Regions from separate parts of the Sus scrofa genome. Here region 1 is linked to region 2. The links are chromatin contacts, called in public Hi-C maps. All regions are on one chromosome and are shown on one strand. Each heading gives the region's core, a stretch centred on a gene start, on an enhancer-like site or on the middle of the called end of the contact. The rest is flanking DNA. Distances are from core to core; before and after follow the strand shown. Region 1 holds the start of TXN2 (thioredoxin 2). Region 2 holds the start of TST (thiosulfate sulfurtransferase).

Region 1 (2,857 bases), core at 276-2,775, 520 kb after region 2:
ACTACAAAGTGCAGGGATGGGAGAGACATTTAAGCAAACTATGGAACTGTGATTCCCACTAGCTGGAGTGTAGATTGAAGTGAAAGTGTGAGATGGGGCTCTGCCAATTTACCTGCTTCCTGACCTTGGCCTGGGAACTTCTGCATGCTGCAGGTGTGGCCAAAAAAAAAAAAAAAAAAAGAAGAGGAAAAATACACTCAGCTTAATAAGCATCTATGGAACATCCTTGGTGAGCCAGGTTGTATCAGGTTGGTGCTGGGTGTATGGACATGTGTAAAAGCTGGAGATCCCTATGCTCAGGGAGCATATGGTCTCACGGGAGAGACAGACACTGTGCAGTGTGTTATGGACAAAGCACCAGAGAGAAAAAGGCAATTAATGCTGCTCAAGAAGTATGAGTAGGTGTTCTACCGAGTGGACATAGAAAAAAGGCTTTCAAGTTAAGCAAAGGCAGGGAGGAGGGAGAAGCATTGATTTATTCATAGAACCATAAGAAGTTATGAGTGGTTGTAAGGTCTTAGAGCCAGATTTAATCCCTCAAACTGCCGACTCCCTTATCTTGTTCAACCAAGAGCAGCCTGTTCTGGAATGATGACTGCCCTAACTGCATTTTGTCTTTGCTAATCTTCAGTTCCCACCATATCATGGAACATTGTTACAACCCCTCACCTCTCCTCCTACCCCTCCCATGTAGCCTGATGCCAGCCCTGACACTGGTTACTTTAGCCACAAGCCTCTATAAAACCTATTCCCCCGCTAATACCAGGGAGCCTGTGCTTTCTCTCAGTGCTTCTGGCCATCTTCTGTTCAGTAAACCTACTTGAAGCCTCAACGCTCTGGACTCTCTGCCTCTATTTCTGCTCTGAAACCCCACAGCCCTTTCCTGCTCTAACATAGGTAAAGGGTGCAAGGGAGACAAGGGGTGGCTGTGAGACCAGCCTGAGACACACAAATGCCTAGACTCCTGTTGTCCATGACAGCGACAATGGGTGAGAAAGGAAGGCCCAGGCCCAGGTAGATTCAGGGATCATCACACTTTGCCTGGGGCCTCAGAGGCAGGCCCTCCAAGTATCACTACCAGTTGGCATCTTGTCTGGGCCCAGTTTCTCAGCAATCCCAAAGAGACAAGGGTGGAAGACAAGCTGAGCTTTTCATGTCACATTTTGGGAAACTGAAGTCCCCAAGGGCAGGAAGACTTGCTCGAAACCACGAAGTTATACAGTCACATATGACAAATACGAGTCAGCGTTCTCTGGACTCCCAACTGAAGTCTTTTGCTTCGAAGCGACATTAGGACAATGAGACAAAAGGGTGGACATGCTGGTCAGCAAGTGTTTGCAAACTCGAGGACCACGCCTCCCCACCGCCCTTCTCTCCGCCCCCCCCCCTCCCTGGCACTCCCGCCTCCTTCCCCTCCTCTTCCGGACCCTCCTCCGGAGCCCTCCGGCCTCTTCCTGTCCCTCCCCAATGATCCGCCCCTCTTCCGGTTCCTCCCCTAAGAGCCCGCCCATCTTCCGGTGTCTCTTTTCAAGAACGCTTCTCTTCCGGTCCCTAACGGAGGCTCCGCCCGTGCCTGCCCTCTAGTTGAGGACTTGCTCAGGTTGCCTTTCCCGGAAGTGACGCTAAGGCCCGCCCCTCAGGAAGTGACGACAGAAGTGCCCTTGACCGGTGGGGCGGGCCGTGCTGTGCGTCGCTTCGCTCTCGTTGCTGGGAGGTAGGGGCCCTGTGGGGATGGTTCGAAGTGGTATCGCGGCTGAGGCGCCTCTGCAGGCGCGTTCCCATGCAGGCCGATGGCCGAGCGGGCAGAAACCCTGGGTGGGAGGAACTTGCCATTCGGGGAGCCGGGGTTCCCAGTTCCTTCCACACACACGTCCCTTCTTTATTAATTCCCCCCCCACCTGCTCCCGTGTCACTTCGTTCCTATTTGAATTGTTGCTTGTCTTCTTTCCTGAACCTTTGACAACTCTCCTTTGTCTTTAATTTCCCATTAAAACTCCTTTTAAAAGAGTAATCGATAGAGTAAGGACTTTTCAGACTGTCGTGGGCTCTAGTGTCGACTCTCCTTTAATAATTGGGTTGCTTTGGATATGTCACAATTTGCTTGAGCTTCTAAGTCCTTATCTATAATATGAGCAGTAGTACAGTAGAAACTTCTTCATCGTTGATCTGGGAGGACTCTAATGCCTGTAAGATACCTATCTCTTAGCAGGTGCTCCATAAATATTGATTCCTTCCCCCCTTCCGTCTGTTGTAATTTCACCAATATCCTGCTTTTTGGGTTGTCGACCTAGTTTTCCCATCCTGGTTTTCGATTCCTTTTTCCCCTTGATTCTCATTCTTTACTCACTTTTCCTCCAGAAGTCTTATGTATTATTTCCCAACATTTTGTTTCTGGCCCTGCATCTTGAGCCCCCTGGTACTCCCACATACCTTTCTGATTTCTGGTGTGTTGACTTCCTGTTCTTTGCCCCTACTCTTCCTACCTCTTCCCTTCACAGATGGCTCAGCGTCTTCTCCTGAGGAGGTTCCTGGCCTCTGTAGTCTCCAGGAAGCCCTCTCATAGTCGGTGGGCACCCCTCGCTTCCAGAGCCCTGCAGACCCCACAGCTCAGCCTTAGTAACCTGACAGGAACACCCAGCCAAGCCCGGTCATTATACACTACCCAGGTCTGTACAACAACCTTTAACATCCAGGATGGACCTGACTTTCAAGACCGAGTTGTCAACAGTGAGACGCCAGTGGTTGTGGATTTCCATGCACAGTGAGTCCTGGGGGGGTCAGTAGAAGACTGGGTGTCACTTGTTCTGGTATTTATTGAGCACCTGCTATGTCTCAGTACTATGTTTGATGCTTCTCA
Region 2 (2,700 bases), core at 140-2,639:
AGGAAGTGTGAGCCCCGGCCTGCTGTCTGGGGTGGGCCCAGGAAGAACAGGGCTCCAGTCAGACCGGCCCTTCTCCAAGGGCCTCCCCAGCACACTCTCTCCCCCAACTGCAAAGCACAAAGCTCAGAGGATGACCTGGCGAAGGACCAATTTTTGCCACTTTTGGTGAGAATATAATTGCCTCAGAATGAAAAGAATGTTTCAAAGGGGGATGAGAGGAGTTCCCACTGTGGCACAATGGAATCGGTGGTGTCTTGGGAGTGCTAGGAGGCAGGTTCCATCCCCAGGCCAGCACAGTGGGTTAGGGATCCGCTGGGGCCACAGCTGCAGCTTAGGTTGCAACTGTGGCTTGGATCTGATCCCTGGCCAGGGGAACTTCATATGCCACCAGAAGGCTGAAAAAAAAAAAGAAAGAAAATAAAAGGGAGATGAGAAAAGTATTCCAGGCACATGTAACAGCATATGCAAAAGTCAGGGGCAGGAATTCCCTTTGTGGCTCAGCCTTAAGGAACCTGACAAGTATCCTTGAGGCTGCAGGTTCCACCCCTGGCCTTGATCAGCGGGTTAAGGATCTGGCATTGCCATGCGCTGTGGTGTAGGTCGCAGCTTCTGCTCGGATCTTGAGTTGCTGTGGCTGTGGCATAGGTCAAATCACAGCTCCAATTAGACCCCTAGCCTGGGAACTTCCATATGCTGCTTTTTGGCTAAGAAACCAAAAAAAAAAAAAAGAAAAAGAAAGAAAGAAAAAAAGTCAGGGGCAGTGGTGTTCCAGCAGTTAACACACCCATGCTAAAAACATTAATTTACGTAAAGATTGAATACAAATGCAGGTTTTTTGTTTTTTTGTGTTCTGTTTGTTTGTTTGTTTGTTTGTTTTAAGCATAAGGCTTCCGGGATGAGCAAGATACACAAAAGCAGCCCTAGGAGTTCCGTCGTGGCTCTGTGGTTAACGAATCCGACTAGAAACCATGAGGTTGCGGGTTCGATCCCTGGCCTCGCTCAGTGGGTTAAAGATCTGGCGTTGCTGTGGCTCTGGCGTAGACCGGTGGCTATAGCTTCGATTGGACCCCTAGCCTGAGAACCTCCATATGCCACGGGAGCGCCCCAAGAAATGGCAAAAAGACAAAAAAAAAAAAAAAAAAAAAAAAAAAAAAGCAGCCCTAGCCTCCTGAGCTTAAGATCCAAGATTAACGATAGCCTGGTCTCCGCCTCACCTCGTGTGCCCCTGGGCAACCCGCTGGTTCTCTCTCTTTGGTGTTTAAATTAAGTTTCTGACCTACTCCGCAGGGCTGTTGTGGGAAGTGACACCCGCAGGGTTGTTGTGGGAAGTGACACCCGGGGGAGGAGCACCCTGCGGAGTTCCTCACCAAGCAGGCCTTGACAAATGTTAGTTTCCTTTCGCTCCAGCAAGTTCTTTGCCAGTTTGTCCTCCCCGGAGCCTCTGGGTCAGCTGGCCTCCTCTCCCAGGCTTCTCCGGCTTTATGAGCCCTACTCCCTCCCTCCTACCCTCTCTGGTGGCACCAGGTGACACCATCCTCCACAGGTCCCCCTCCCGCGGCCACTCAGCCCGACCCCATTCTGCCGGCCTCCCCCAGCTGCTGCGGACAGCCATCCTGAGGGTGAAGCCAGGGCCGCGCCTTCCCTGCTAGGCTGCAGCCCCCAGCTCTGCTCTGGCCCCGGGGCGGCGGGGGGACGTCCCAGGCTGAGCATCCGGACGATCGAGCTCCCTCTAAAGAAAGGCAAGCGCCACGCCGCCCCCGCAGTCACCCGAATCTCGGGATCCTGGCTTCCGGGCTCGGCCATTGCCCGGCGCAGAGCGCCCCCTCCCCGCGCCCGCAGCTGTCCCCTCCTCCCGTCACCAACCTGCTGCCGGCCAAAGGGAGGAGACAACGGCACAGCCCACTGCTGCGGCCACTCGGAGCCCGGGCTGCCGGCGCCTTCCACTGGCCAGGCGGGAGCGGGGGAGGCCCGAGCCGCCGAGCCCTGCCCCACGCCCCTTCCGCGCCGCCCACCGCCCGCGGCGGATCCTGGAGCATCTAAGAGGCGCTGCGAGCCGGGCGGGTGGCCGGGGGACGGACGCGGCGCCGCGGCGGGAGCGCGGAGCTGGGCGAGGGGCGCACGATCCCCCCTGCGTGGAGGCGCAATGGAGTGGGCCGGCCGGGGAGTTGAGGGCTCCGGGTTTGAACCTGCCAACTTCTCCAGCGGGCAGGGGCGAGCGCCAGGGCGGCGGCGAGGGCGAGTGAGTGCGGCGGGGTGGGGCGGCAGCAGACGCCCGGGCCGCCCGGAGTTGGGCCGCCGGCCGGACCACCTGCCACCCAGGGGAGGGTCCCGGTGGGGAGAGTGGGGCGGTCTGCCCCAAGCACCCTGGCCCCAACCGGGGCAGAGGGCACCGGGCCGGGCTGGACTGGGGCGTTCGGGAGGCGGGCGAGCCCATGTTGCTGAGAGGCCGCAGGAAGGTTTGCTAGACGCGAGGCGCGGGTGCGTGCAGGGCTCCAGCGAACCGTCCCCATGCAGCCACTCTCCTGCAGTCCCAGGAAGGGGGCTTTAAGCCCAGGATGCCTTCTCCCGTCAACCTGGGCACCTTCAAACAAGATCTTGAGGGCGAGGATTGCAGCTTGTAGGGCCAGACACCCTCCCTTAGAAGCTCTCGCCCCACCTCTTTCTGCGCGGGAGGGGGCGCAAGGAGACGCGGAAACAGGC

What was found. Hi-C and Micro-C count contacts between places; a contact is called where the count stands out from the background.
Region 1: a Hi-C map of liver shows a contact between it and region 2, with 5 times the contacts expected there. The contact joins the promoter of TXN2 here to the promoter of TST in region 2. A contact is called at or near these places in 1 of 5 promoter capture datasets (fetal liver) and 1 of 47 Hi-C or Micro-C datasets (liver).

What each region holds. Positions count from the first base shown.
Region 1 is chr5:11,262,945-11,265,801 of Sscrofa11.1, forward strand. It overlaps TXN2 (thioredoxin 2), which reads left to right and starts at 1,526. Exons shown (of 4, transcript NM_001243705.1): 1 at 1,526-1,714; 2 at 2,499-2,761. The coding sequence starts at 2,499.
Region 2 is chr5:10,747,875-10,750,574 of Sscrofa11.1, forward strand. It overlaps TST (thiosulfate sulfurtransferase), which reads left to right and starts at 1,390. Exons shown (of 3, transcript XM_005663810.2): 1 at 1,390-1,739. It overlaps MPST (3-mercaptopyruvate sulfurtransferase), which reads right to left and starts at 1,952. Exons shown (of 3, transcript XM_021091532.1): 1 at 1,864-1,952; 2 at 1-395. It overlaps MIR9819 (microRNA 9819), which reads right to left and starts at 1,736; the gene lies at 1,639-1,736.